2 separate regions of the Cricetulus griseus genome follow, and region 2 is linked to region 1. Evidence: chromatin contacts called from public Hi-C data. All regions are on one chromosome and are shown on one strand. The core of a region is the stretch at or near the end of the contact, and the rest is flanking DNA. Distances in the headings are between cores, read along the strand shown.

Region 1 (7,491 bases), core at 2,118-4,617:
TTGCTTTTTATTTTTCTTTTTCTGTGATTTCTTCTTTCACTGGCCCTGTTGCTCATGGCTCATTTATGGAATACTGTGTCTTTCCAGGGTCCTCTGTTTAAGTCTACTCTGTCCCTTTAAATCTCCTGTCTGTTTGCTACAATGTACGAATCAGAGATTACATTCTGATTCCCCCTTTTACTCTTATCCAGTCCTGCTTGTCTCTGTACATGTAATTTAAATTTAACTTTATACTTATCAAACTCTATATGCAACTTAAACTGTTCTATGTCTCATATTTCTAAATTGCTATGTATCTTTAAATAATGGTAAACATTTAAAGTCATAAAGGTCTAATTTAACTATACTTAAAATATAAGCTAACTCTATACAACTTAAATTTAACTCATGTATCTTTAAATGATGATGAAAATTTAAAATCATAAAGGTCTATTTCAAATTAACAAAATATTTATACCACTCAGCTCATCCTGTAAGCCGTTTACAAAGGTATAGCGTTTTTATTACAAAAAGGGATTTTTCTGTAACTAAAGGCAAATTTTTAACTGCTGAGATACTAAACAGACAGACAGTCCTCAAATGCTCAGAGATCTAGAGAACATGGCATTTAAAATGTTTTGTTAAAAAGCTTTCTATAACAGAGAGATAGGCCAGCTGCTGGCCCCACCCCATTTCCTCCAAGAAGACTGATGGGCGCTAAAGAAACTTCATCTTGAGTCAGTGACAATGCTAGTCACTGAGCCACCCTGCCCTTCACCTCAATTGCTACAAAGTACTCCAGACCTTGGACAAGAGGACAGTGGAATCAACTTTCCCCAAGTTGCTTGGGCCAACGATAGGCAAGCCTTCCTGTAGTCTGTAATCCACAGGTCACATGCTATCATCAAGAAGGCAGGTGTCCTGCAGCCCCCTACTATGGATGGAGGACCTTGGGGCTGGCTGTCCATACAGGCTGCTGGCAAGTCTCTGTTATTCTTTAATTATTAATTCAGATAAAATCTTATCCTTCCCAAGAACTCTGATACTTTTGATGACTGGTAGTCTTGCCAACTTAAACCAAAACAGATTTCAGGAACAGGTATTTTGGGGTTTATCTATGTGAAGATAGGAAAGTGTAAGGTGTATGAAGGTCTGGGAATGTAAGATATAAAGGTCTGAGGATGGAAGGTCTAAGACAAAGGTCTGAGGATGGAAAGGTCTAACACGGTGGATAAATGGAGGTTATGAATGTCTGAGAACATAAGGTACAAAGGTCTGAGGACGAAAAGATCTAACACAATGGATAAATGCAAGTTATGAAGGTCTGAGAATGGAAGGTATAAAGGTCTGAAAATGGAAGGTCTAAGATGGTAATGTAAGGTGTATGAATTAAAGTTATGAAGGTCTGAGGATAAAAAGGCTTAAGTGATAATAAAGTGAGTTGAGACATTAAAAAGAATGAAATATGTTCCGGATTTCTCTATTTTTCATGCTACTGTTGATAGTAAAGTTCTACAATACCACTATACCATCATAACTACAAGGTCAAGATTAAGATGCTTTTCATTGTCCTAAAAAAAAGTGTCAATTTTAAAATGTTAATGCTTTCAGCCAAGTTGCTTCTAACATTAATATGCTGCTAATGTGTCTAATACTTATGTTTCTACAAACTCTAAGGATTCTTGTAAGTTCCAGGGAACTGAATTGGATCCAAACAAACAGGTCAGATTCACTCCAGTTATTCAATCTTTCCCTGGTCCCAGGACTCCCTTCCCTCATGTTGGGACTCCTCAGGAATCCCTCCCTCATCTTACAATCGTCCCCTCAAATGACAGGACCCAAGAAAAAAAATTTTCTAAACTTAACCTTCTCCTCTGCTCTGCCAACATCTTGCCATGTCTAAGAGGCGCCAGGGAGTTCTGTACAGCCTGGACTGCGATGAAACAATCAGCTACCCCAGGACGTGGGAGCACCCCAACCTTCTCAGGTCCGCCAAAGATGGTCAACGACCTCCACCTCAGCAGGTAGCAGTCTTGAGAATTCGATGCCCTTATTCCTTAATCTGCCATGTCTAACACCCACCTTTTTTAAAATAATAAGTAAAGGTGGGATTGAAAGTTTCAGGCATTTTGCTGGCCTGCCCCCGTTACCTGGCAGAACAGGCAGTGCCCGGGCCAGCCCAGGGTTCCATGGGAACTAAGTCTGCACACAGGTGCAAAGGACCCCTTTAAAAGACAGACCCCTGCCCATTTACACTCTCTCTACTCTTCTCTCTGCTTCTGCTCTTCTCTTCTCTTTGTCTCTTTACGCTCTCTCTCTCTATGGCGAATGGCCATGACGGTCAGCCATTTACCCTGTTTCCCTTCTTTCTTAGTCCCTCTACTCTGCCAGGCCTATAATAAACTGGTTAATATGTCTAATATGTCTCATCTTATGTCTCATCCTGCGCTTCCTCTTCTTCTTTATTTCTAATTTAAGCAAAAATCTAACACTGATTGTTAAAGACACCACACACTTTATATACAGGATACTGAAGAATCAAGCTGGAGAAGAGTTGGTGCAGAAGGTGCTATGCAGGCCGCTGGGAAAGAAAAGTCATTAGCAGGCTTAAATAGCCATTGGCCCTGTGTGCTCTAATACTGACCCGTCAGGCAAGATGTACCCACTATAGTGGCATGATGACTTGCCACATCTGATCAGGTTTGAAGCCTGCTCCCTGGGAGGGTGGTACTAGAAATCTAGTCAAAAGTTTATCACCGGGGAAATCCAAGGCCATAGGGGAGCATTTACTACTGATATATTGCTAAATGGAACATGAACCAAAACTGCCCTTTCAATATGGATATGTATTTCCACAGACAGAGTGCTACTCTCAGCCTGGACCAGGGAAGCTTCTTTTTGCAGAGGGTGGCAACCAATGCAGAGACTCCTAGTTGGTCAAAGTGCCTAGAATAAGTGACTGTTGCATGCACAGAAAGACTATGAGTAGGAGGATGTGGAGGGCTATGAAATAGTCCTGGATAGGATATGACCATTGCAATCACGGACACACAGCCTCTGTGTCAACCTACAAGACCTGCATTTAAGAAAGACGTGGAAGCAGGAGGGGAACAAGTTGGAAACAGAAGGTGACCAACAAGAGTGGGAGGGGTTAAGAGAGGGCAATGGGGTGCATATGATCTTATGACATTAAATATATGTATGAAACTGATAAAATTTTTCTGGAAAACTAAAAGGTATTTACAGTTATATCATAATAAATTGGATTCTTGTATCTACTCCTTCCTTCTGCTGTGGCACCTACCAGTGCCTCCTGGATTGGCTCTGTGACTTCCTTCAGCCATCATTGAGTCATCAACAACTTGGGGTTTGTTTGCACAATTTGGCTCAGCCTCTTGAGCGCCCATGATTTGCTATTAAAAAAAACATTTGCTCCAAGGGCCTGCAACTCACAGAACTAGACGCATGGAACAGGCCCAAATCTGACCAGGAGCTGGAGCCAAGCCTAACCAGAAGCAGCCAGATTTCAACTGACCCACAGACTCATAAGCAGGGAAAATAGATGGTTGTCATTGACCGGTCACAGGAGCCCAGGTTAATTTTTAGCAGACATTAATGCAATAGCTGTGCCTGATTAATAACACACCTTACAGCTCAGGCTTCATCTCTGAAAGGATTAGTTAAAAGACATCATCCTTCAACAAAATGCAGCACAGGACAAGAGAATAAGAAAGGAGAAAAATGTATAGTTACATTTCAATAGGTATTGGTTGCAATAAAATAGCAACGAACTATTATTTATTTGTTTTAGACAAGGTATCAATTTGTTGCCCCCTCCCCCATTAGATAGAAACTTGCTGTGTAGCTCAGGCTGGCTTCAAGCTTACAGCAGTCCTTCTACCTCATCCTCTAGGATTATGGGTATGAACCACCATCCCTGCCTGTGAGTCACTGTTGTCAAACACACTGCAGCCTGGGATAAGGAATGCATGGCTCATAGCTTTGAAAGCTGAAAGTCAAAGCATCATAGCACAGGCTGGGCAAGGCTACCCCTTGTCTGAAATACCTATTGACACAGATAGCCACAAAGAGCCAGGTTGAGCCAAACTCAGGGGTTTATAACCATCCTTCTAGAAACTACTAAGGAATCATCTGAGAAATACACAGTGACCCAGGAACCCTAAGATCCAGCCACCTCCCAGCAGCACCACCTAGGGAGCCAGACCTTTAATCACTGTGGGGGTGGAAGTGTTGTTAAAATTCCTTCTCTCTGGGAGGCAAAGGTAAACAGTATTTCCCCTTCCTCCTATGGACCCCGTGACAAACCAAGATGAGATTCCCTGGAAGTTCTCTCTGTGTATTAGGCTCATTTACAGAGCAATGGGTGAGGGGTTAAGGACAGGAGTATGGGTGACCTTAAATCACCCAGCATGAATTATGACTCCCCCATGGCTATGAGGGTGGAGGCCCTCCCTCCAGTCCTACCCAGAGCCCCTAGGCCTCATGTAATGCAGAATTTCAGGCAACTGTTTGACTCAATAAAGGTCTCACAAGCTCCCCTGCCCCCTCCTTCAAAAAGGCAAGATTAGTAGTCAACAAGCTGTAAATTATTTTGATCTTTAAATTTGTTTTTCAGGGGTTGAGGATGGCTCAGCAGTTAAGAGCAACTGCTGCTCTTACAATTGTCTGTAACATCAGGTCTAGTGGGGTATGACACTCTCTTCTGGACTTTGCTGGTACTGCGCATGTACACATACCATGCAGACATTTAAATTTTTTTAAATCTTTAAAGTACACAGAAGTACAAGTCTATAAAAAGAGCCAACATCTTCTTGGAGGAGGACAAAACTGGAAGATTTCTATTGCAAAGAAACTACAGCACTTAAGATTATGCTGTCTGTTGTGGATATGTAAACAAATAGGAAAAACAGGACAGAAAACTGAAATAGAAACAGACCTTCAGCTATTGCAAAGGATAAGAAGATTTTTTCCCCCATAAACGTTTTGAGGTCAATCAGATATCCACATAGAGAAAAAACGAACTGTATGCCTACTTGATGCCATGCACAGAAACCAGCTCCAGTATTAGTGTTCCCATAAAGTGGGGGGCAAAGCAAACAAAGTGTCCATCACATAATTCAGGAAAGTAATTGTGCTGTCTAGTGTTACATCAACTTGACACAAACTAGAGTCATTGGAGAGGAGGGAGCCTCAGTGAAGAAAATGCCTCCATAAGATCAGGCTAGAGGCAAGTCTATAGGGCATTTTCTTAGTGATTGATGGGAGAAGTCCCAGCCTATTGTGGGTGGGACCAGCCTTGGGCTGGTGGTCCGGGTTCTATAAGAAATCAGGTTGAGCAAGCCATGAGGAGCAAGCCAGTAATCAGAACCTCTCTGTGCCCTCTACATCAGCTCCGGCTTCCAGGTTCCTGCTCTGTTTGAGTTCCTATGCTGACTTCCTTCACTGATAGACTGCAAAATGTAAGCTAAATAAAACCATTCTTTCCCAACTTGCTTTTGGTTGTGGTGTTTCATCACAGCAATAAAAAACCCTGACTAAAACAGTGATCCTACAATCTTGAGCTGGGAGAAAGGCTTTCAATAGGACAGAAAACCATGAAGAGGCAAATTAAAGATAGGATTCAGCTGGCTCCTGCAGAAGACCTAAGTGTGGTTCCCAGCACCCCTGTTGGGTGGCTCTCAGTTGTCTGCAACTCCTGCTCCAGGAAATCCAATGCTCTCATCTAGCCCCTGTAGGTACCTGCACACATATGTGTCTACCCACACACAGATACACACACACACACATACACATTAGTTCTTACAAAATAACCCTTTTAAAAAGAATTGCCGAATTTGGTATCATCACAATTAAGAAAGTCTGTTCAGAAAAAATAAAAGCCATTCTGAGAATGAAAAGCTTATGCTGAGAGGTTAACTGTAAGATGATATTCAATGAAGAATTCACATCCAACATACATAAAGGATACCTCTAAACCAGATAAAGAGTGACAGTCTAATGTCACAATGGAGTAACAATATAACCAGGCCCTTCTCAAAAGGAGCTAGCCAAACAGCCCCAACAAACAACTGAAAAGGCATACACTATTAGTCAGTGAAATAACTGCTCTGCCCACCTTATGGGGGAATCTCACAGACTAGTGTCTGAAAGACACCAACCACAAAGGGAACATACTGTGGCGTTGGCTCCAAAACATGAGCGTGAGAATAGCAGCTGCCTTCTGAAGGAGGTGATTCTTAGGAGGAGGCACGAGAGCATATTCAGTGCTGGCATGTTCGAGGCCCTTATTTAGATGAACTGAGTCATCATATAGTCTACATTTTCCCTGTGCATGTTGAAAGATTTACCCCACACTCAAAAAAAAAACCACCAACAAAACCCTCCAGGGAGCAAGAGAGTTTCACCAGAACCTGCCAGGAGGGTGAGTGAAACCCAGCCCAGCTGAGAATGAGGCTGACCAGAGCCTGCCAGCAGAGTCAGGAAGCAAGACCGGATTCCTCAGTTATCGAATCTTCCAGGCAGAATCAAGTGCCTGTTCTGGCTGAAATAGAGCAGCTGCTGCTCTCAGTATCAGACAGAGATGTTTAGGAAATCTGGCTCGGGCCACACGGAAAACTTTAACTCCTTTGCCTCCTCCATTTGGTTTTGAACCATCTCCAATTCTTTCCTGATATAATGAAAGGAAGAAATGTGTACACATAGAGTCCCATGCCCCACCCGCCAAGAAATTTCTCTCTGAAGATGAGCTGGAGGAAGCAGTGGACCACTCTCCTGCCTCTAGGGATTGCCACAGCCCCTTCAACACTGCTGCTGAGTAGCATGGATGAGTGTAAGCCTCATGCCAGGCAATGTCAGGCACAGAGAAATGTACTAACCTGGTTAATCCCACACATCTGTGATACATATTTTAACATCTCCATCCCTGATGTTGAGACAAGGATACCGGAGTACATGTAGACTATGCTTGTTGAAGTGGAAGATGCTGCAAAATGCAGCAAGCACTAAGACCTAAGTTTGATCCCCAGTGCTGGCTAAGAAGATAAGATGATATAAAGTGTTTTTAAAATCTAGGTGTGGTGGCCTTGTAATCACAACACTGGAAAGGTAGAGGCAGAATAGGCAATACCCTGGGGCACTCATTGACCAGTCAACTTACTTGATAAGCTCCAAGCCAATGGATACTATGTCATAGGAGTAACAAAACCATGGACTAGAGAGATGGCTCAGTGATTGGAGCACTGGACCTGGGATTGGCTCCCAGCACCCACATGGCAGCTCACAACCATCTGTAACTCCAGTTCTAAGAGATCTGACATCTTCTGCCCTTCAAGGGTACTGCATGCTTGTGGTGCACATACACACACACATAAAATGAAAATAAAGAAAAGTACAAAACACCAAAATAATGGACAAGTTAGCCACAAGGGTGTGCACACACATACACAGAATTTTGTTACCTTCATAATTCCCACCACCAGTAGGTAATAGAGC
Region 2 (7,491 bases), core at 2,821-5,320, 90 kb before region 1:
CCTCTGCAGGCCTCACTGCCGCAGAACAACTGACCAACAGGTAGCCTGAGCATAACACAGCATCAAGGTGCCGGCAGGTAGATGTGTGGGTGTCCGGTTTCACAGGCTGTCATGTTAGTTGAGCCATGCCCTGCAGCTGTGGCCTTGGTAAAACAGAGCAGAGCACCTTTGGGTCCCACGAGGCCTTCTTTACAATTGTAAAGCATGTTCTCTTTAAGTTGGTACTCATTTTTGTGCTGACCTCATGTTCATGGAGGGACAGGCCCTGAGTTCAAATGGTGCTCTCTCTGCTCCCACTGACTAAGACAAAGTGTAGGGTTACAGGGATGGCCAAGGATGGTAGCAGAAGCCTGTGATGCGAAAGAAGGATCCAGAACTCACTTCCTCATTCTCAGGGGAGTCATGAAATTGGCAGAAAAGTGGGGAAATGTGAAACAGTCCATCCCTGTGATGCATGTCTTACATGGGGACAAAGAGGTCCCCTCCAGCCAACCTTCTAGGGATCTGGAGTCCTAGCTGGGGAGACTCAGGATTCTGCAGGCTTCTGGGCTAAGCTGTGGTTCCATGGTACACCTGGGCCTCCTGCTGGATGCTTTGAGTCATGGGACTGGAGGCCCTGACCTCAGGGGTAGGAGGCAGAACTCTACCACAAACTCTATCCCCGCCTATTCATTTATGTAAATTGCTTTTACACCACATGTCATAAATCAGTAGGAGCCGCTGTTACTTTATGTACTGGTGAGGAGTCCAAGTCATAAAGCCCACTGGTTTCCTCTGTGCTGGCTCTGCCTTCAGCAGGGGCTCCCTGGAGCAGATGCTGGAGGACCAGGAACATCATGCAGGCTCAGCAAGAAAGGGATTAGGACTGAAGTCCTGGCCTGGCTACATTAGGCATGAGCCCAGGTTTAAAAGAAAAAAAAAAAAGAATATGCGAAGCTCCATGTTTAAAAAGTAAGTTTCAAACAGGGCTGGGAGATGGAGACGGCTTAGTGGGTGATGTGCTTGCTGTACAGCATGAGGACCTGAGTTTGGGGCCGCCGTTGAACCCATGTCGGAAGTCAGGTGTGGCAGCTCGAATCTGTAATGCCAGTGCTGGGGGAAGTGGGGAGGAGATGGCAGGTCCGGAGAGCTCGCTGGTGAGCCATTCTAGCTGAAATGGCAAGCTCCAGGCTGGGTCAGAGACCCTGCCACAAAAAAATAAGAGGGAGAGCAGTAAAGTTGACTTTTGGCCTCTGCACGACACACAGTTGAGTACTCAAAGACATGGGCATGGGTGCACATACACACATACACACATACAGAGTTTCAAGACAGTGTCAACACAACATTGAACAATTGCAGGCCTTTCCATAACTACACAGAGCAGATGTTCCAGAGACCAACCTAGCCTACATCTGTCATGGGCTCAGAGCTGGAGACTACAGGACTTAATGGCTTGCAGGTTCTCAAGGAAGCAACTCTGGAACAGAACATTCTGGAAAGACTTCTTCAAGCGGTGGCTCCCAGGCTGGCTCTCCATCGCTGCAGCCCAGATTCCAGCATCTGCCATACCCGATAGCTTCAAAACCTCCATCTTCTGCAGTGTGGGTCTCTCTTTAGTAGGTATGTCCCTTCTTATGTCAGGCTACCTTTGCATTTCCCTAATTACTAAGGGATTCAGAAAAATAAGACCTATTTCCTCCTGGCTTTTGCTTAGCTTCTTTCAGGGCACAGATACTTGAATCTGATTTTCTTAGCACCCAGTGGTCTCCCAGGATCCGGCCTGGCCTGGGCCTGGTCTGCATCCAGCACTGGGCATCTGTGTCTTTTGGGTTGCTCACCTGCTGAACTATTTTCTGCCCTGACTTTTCCTCAGATCCCGGAGTTGCGGCTTCTCGGGCACCTCTGTCCTTGGGGCATCTTTTACCTGGTACTTCCTCTGCCCTTTTCTTCAGCAGTTCCCTTACAGTAGCAAGGCATCCCTATCTTATACACATACTGTCTTTGTACTGCTTTGGGTACAACTTCCATTTTAGAGTCAGAAAATTACTAAATACTTACGGCTATGTTTGAGAGCCCTTGGGGGAGGCATTCTCTGCTCAGCCACACGAGTACCACCCCCACCCTAACTTCTGAAGAGGGCAGAGAACCTATAGGCTCCTGAACTCCAGCGAAAGGGAACACGTAGCCAGTAACCTGCCTGCAGGGACCCAGCCTACAGGTCACCCCAGCCCTGAGTCCCTGCTCCCCACTTCTTGGCTTTGAAGTCAAAGTTTCACTCCGTTGACAAAATATTCATTGCTGAAGGCTACTCCTGAGACTAAAATAACTTTCCACGAAATGCTCAGAAAGCAGCTCCTTGCCTGTAAATGCTGTAATATTATAAGAAACATCCGTGTTTGTGTGCGGTTATGTCTCGTGTAACTGCCTCAGCAGGGCCTGAGAGGCCATCATGGCTCATTTCTGTCATTTCTAAAACCCGACACTCTTTCACTATAATGTGGCACCTTCTCGGTTCTTTAAACTATTTTTCTCTTCAAGTTCTCATGAATTGATGGTTCCTGTTTTTCTGAATGTGCTGTTGGAACCCGTGCTTCTGAGGCTTCGCCACCACTCCTGTTTAACAGCTAGGTAACAAGCCAAAAGTCCCCCGCCGCTGTGCTGCTGCTTCTCCTTGGGAGACCGACTGGTCCTTGACCTGGGGAAATGGTATCTAGGAGTGAGATGCACTCACTGGAGAAAGAGAAAGGAAAGTGGCAGAGTGGGTGAAAGTTCGGGTGGTGCTGGAGAGGTGAGCTACAGTGAGTGAGCCAGACCCGGGCTCAGAGCCCCCAATGGTCCCAGAGAGGAGCACATTCTATGGTCTAGTAGAAAGTGCCTCATTCTGAATAAGGATGAGACACATCTTTCCGTTTTCAATCCCCACCCTTTCCTTAGCAAATGTAAGTTCAAATACTGCTTTTGAGTCTCAGATTGTCATGCCACTTTTAACAAATAATTTTCTTTCTTTTTTTTTTTCAAGACAGGGTTTCTCTGTGTAGCTTTGGAGCCTACCCTGGCACTTGCTCTGGAGACCAGGCTGACCTCAAACTCACTGAGTGCTGGGATTAAAGGCATGTGCCACCAACACTTGGCATAATTTTCATTTTTTGAGATGATAATATAATTACATTTTTGTTCCTTTCCTTTCTTCCTTCAAATCCTCCCATGTACCCATCTCCCTTTGCTGTCTTTCAAATTCACAGCCTCTTTTTCTTTAATTGTTGTTACTTTTAAGAAAAACTGAGATACAGCGAGGCTATTTGATTCACTTAAATATTCAAAGCAGACTTCCTGCTAACAGGCTGACAGCATTCCACTATCAGGAGACACCTTTTGAGGAGCTGACTCACACTGAGGTGGACCTGGGAGTCCTCTGACCTTCTTCTACACCTGTGAGCTACATGCTATGTTCATATGCTAGGACTGTGGCTGTGCAGTTCCACACAGCAGGTATCTGTCTCTCAGGCTAGCATCTAAAACCAAAGGCTCAGCCTCGCTGTGTGCCCTCCAAGAGAAGGGTCTGCTCCTGGCATTGGATGTGTCTTGGTGCCTCCAACCTCCCAGGTCAGGGCCTGTGTGTATGTCCGTCTGTCTGGTTGTTGTTGTTGTTGTTGTTGTTTGCTTTCTTTTCCTATGGGTGTTTTGCCTGCAAATATATGTGTGCACCACATTAGCGCCTGGTGCCCAGTGACGTCATAAGAGGGTGCTGGAGCTCCTGGAACTGGAGTTACAGCTAGCTGTGGGCTATGTAAGTGCTAGGAATAGAACTGGGGTCTTCTGGAAAAAGCAGCCAGTGCTCTTAACTGAGCATCTCTTCAGTCCTAAGTTCCTTTTTCTAATGTCATCAATCACATTGGATTGGAGGCTCACCTCACTCCACAAGACCTTGTCCTAGGTAGTTACAGCTGTGATGACACTGTCACAGAATATGGATATGTTCTAAGCTGCTGGAGCATATGAATTTTCAGAGACACAGTCAATCCCAGACACACACTGAGGCCCTCACTGGTGACTCACAGCCTGGGACTCCTACTCCCTTCCCTCCCACTCCCTTGAAAACAACTGTCTAACAACTGTCTTCTGAGTAAGCAACCATTTGCTTCCTGTTCTATCAGGGTCCATGTGCCTGCTCAGGAGAAGTCAGAGCAAAGCGGCTCAGTGCAGAGGCTCAGTCCTCAAACTGTTCTTGCCGAATAAATGCTGCACCTCCTTAGCCCATCAGCCTGGTCTCTGGAAAGAACCAGACAAGCTAGACATGAACACCTCCCTGTACCCCCATGTCACCCACAGGTGCTCTGAGGGAACCTCCAGGAAGTCCCACAGGCCCTGTCTGCCCTCCAGTGGGGTGTTCAGTGCTCCAGCGAGAGCCTCAGGGCAGACACCAGCAGGCAGACAGCAAGCACTGAGCTGCTGAGATTGATTCTATATTCATTGTAAATTATATTATATTCATTGATTATATTCATTGTCCAGGAGACAATCTGTAATCCGTAAGCCCGAGATATCTTTATTGAGATAAATACCAGCCAAACGCAAGCCAGAGCAGCGGAGCCAGGGAGAAAGGGAAGGAGAAGAAGGTGCTTCCCTGTGCTCATGGTTCCTTAAGAGCCCATACCTGACCTCACCTTGACCACGCCTTGACAGGCGTGGTCAGGCACACCTGTAGCCAGCCTCCAACAGGCGTGGCTTACTGCCCGATACAGTAAATAGCACTTATGTTAAGGGGACTCTGGGGATCTGGGTCCCTCATGGAGCACATGGTGCTCCGTAACAGATTGTTACCCTCAGAGCTGGAGCACTAGTCCCCAGTAGCTTATCTATCTGATGCTGACTCTAATGGAGACAGCTCACTACTTGTGGCTTTCTGGGACTGGGCTGGGGACTGGAGACCAGCCACAGAGCTTGTTGTCCATAATCCCCGCCTCCTCTGGGGGATGCCATGCCATCTAGACTGTCCTAGACCCCACCTCCTCACAGCTGTCTCTCCTGCCTTACCTGGAAAGGGGCCTTCAGGGCTACCATACTGACTTCCAGCTGACCTTCCCAGCAGCTCTTGAGTCAAGCAAGAAGTCTTTTTTGAACCTGCAAATGAGGTGAATGAAGGACTAGAACTTCTAGATTTAATTAATTATTACTTTTCCTGCAGGGAAATGAGATGAGCTACCCAGTTGTCAGTCCAGCCTCAGCAGGCAGCACAAGCTAAGGGAGATGGTTAAGTGGTGAAAAGCACTTGGTATTCTTGCAAAGGATTCTGGTTCCCAGAGGTACATTGTGTGATTCACAACCACATATAGCTTCAGTTTTGGGGGTTCTGAAGCCCTCTTTTGTCTTCTGAAGGCACATGTACAAGTGTGATGCACGAGCACACACACACACACACACACACACACACACACACACACACACACACATACACACACACACAGCCTACAGATCCCAGCCAGTGGAACAGTGATGTAAACATTCAGGGTTGGTCTCCCCACCTCTGTAAACCCAACCTCAGAACTCTGCCAAAGATGCGCTCTGAAGTTTGCCTTCTATATATTCTAGATCCTGTCAAACTAGAGACGTTAGTCACTAGAGTAACTGACTGCCAAAGGCCCTGTACTTGAAGAGAGAGGGTTGAAAGAGAGGCAGGGGAGGAGGGATAATGACTGGAGGAAGTTGGCTGAACACCGGAGTCATTCCCACCTTGCCCCATGTCACACATTCTGTTGCACATGTCCCCAACGTTGACACTTACACAGCAAGGGCATTCCCTGTATCCCCAAGGGCACTTGCAAATGTCAACATATTGGCAAACTTGTGGGCAGCCTTGTATGCTCTGTCCCCAGCTTCCCCTGATTCAAATGGCTATTTGATGAAGAGGTCAAGGGGATGTCTCTCCAACTTCATGTTTTATACAGGACACATGAGCTGTGGTGGCTGGTCTTGGTGGTCACCTTGACACACCTGACAAGAAGGAAGCTCGGTTGAGAAATTGCCTGTATCAGATTAGCCTGTGGGTACCTGTGGGGGGAATTTTTTCAATTGCTAATTAAAATAGAACTCAGCACTCTCAGGGTTGTACTGTTCCCTAGGCAGGTGGACCTGGGCTATCTTAGAAAGGCAGCCGAGGCCCCCTCATGGTCACATACATCACCAAACACTCAGTAGGCAGAGGTGGACAGACTCTGAGAGTCTGAAGCCAGGTTGGTTTACATATCTCTAGTCTAGCCAGAGCTACATAGCTAAACTCTGTCTCAATGGGGGAAAAAAAATCAAGCCAGTTAGCAGTACTTCTCCATGGTCTTTGCTTCAGGTTCGAGACCTGGAAAAAATGTAAGAGGAAATAAACACTTTGCTCTCTAAGTTGCTGTTAGTCATGGTATTTATCACAGCAATGGAACAGCAAACTTGCACATGAGCCAAGGCTAGACTAAACCAGGGATGGTAGAAGTTAAAAAAAAAAAAAGTCACCACCTCAGATACACAGTAAGGAGGACAATGGCTTTGCATGTCCCCACAGGATGTAGACAGGCTGTGAGAACCCTGACAGCCCAGCAGAGGGGGTTGGTCACCAATAACCTTAGCCTTGCATTCAGGACAAGGGCAGCTGTGCTGAAGTTTGGACAGCTGAATCCTCACAAGAGAGGGCCACATGGGGCCTCTATACTGACACCACCCAAGGATGGGGCCTCAGGGATTGACACCACCCAGGGGACTGACACCCAGGAAGGAGCCTTTCCCTGAGCCATGAGAAGGAGCCCACAGGCAAGGTGAGAACAGTCCCTACAGTTAGAAGGACCAAGGCTGTGGGGAGCCAGGGCTCGGGGAGTAACTAATGACAGATGACAACTGAAGGACTAACAGGCAAGTAGTATATACAGTGTGGATACTCTGGACAGAGGGATTTGGGACTGGGCAAGATGAAGCAGGTCTATGAGAAATTTCATTACACTGTTCCCATCCACTTGTAGTTTAAGGCTTGGGATTTATTTATTTATGAACCTTAACATTTGGTGGGCCATGTTTGACTGTGGGTAATTAAAACCAAGGAAAATGAAAGTAGGGCCAGGAACATCATGGGGAAAGTACGTATGCCAAGCCAGTAGCTTCCAGCAACACATGGCTATGAATATTTAAATTTAAATTAAGTGAAATTAAGTGTCCAGTTCAGTTCCTGGCCACACTGGCCATAATGTCAACACTTGTGGCCACCACATCAGGCAGGGCAGACAGGGTGTTGCCATTGCTGTAGGTTTTGTTGGACAGAGCTGCCTCAAATGCTTTGAGAAGCCACAGGAATATAGTTTAACTTCACTGGGTACCCAAGAGCTGTTTCCTTGTTGCTAGGCAGAAATAGGAGTCTCCACATGGTTGGTCAGCAGATGGGTAAGGCATGCATAGGCTGTCCTCATCAGACTCTGCCGAGGATGGTCACAGAGGCAGGAGAGCTCACCATGCCTGACAGTGGATGAATCTCCAGTG

The links. A called contact is a pair of places that touch in the nucleus more often than the background predicts.
Region 2: a contact with region 1 is called in a Hi-C map of the CHO-K1 cell line, with 2.6 times the contacts expected there. The contact joins two enhancer-like sites. A contact is called at or near these places in 2 of 8 Hi-C or Micro-C datasets (the CHO-K1 cell line and fibroblasts).

Annotation. Positions count from the first base shown.
Region 1 is chr6:50,056,812-50,064,302 of CriGri-PICRH-1.0, reverse strand. No RefSeq gene overlaps it. Among named protein-coding and RNA genes, the nearest start is that of Anapc1, 190 kb to the right of the region's middle. Within about 2 kb of position 3,367, at least 2 of the 6 cell types and tissues checked have open chromatin away from gene starts, as enhancers often do. A contact at or near this core is called in the CHO-K1 cell line and fibroblasts, where this site is marked.
Region 2 is chr6:50,147,695-50,155,185 of CriGri-PICRH-1.0, reverse strand. The region is part of intron 1 of LOC107978476 (a long non-coding RNA gene); the gene reads right to left. Among named protein-coding and RNA genes, the nearest start is that of Anapc1, 280 kb to the right of the region's middle. Within about 2 kb of position 4,070, at least 3 of the 6 cell types and tissues checked have open chromatin away from gene starts, as enhancers often do. A contact at or near this core is called in the CHO-K1 cell line and fibroblasts, where this site is marked.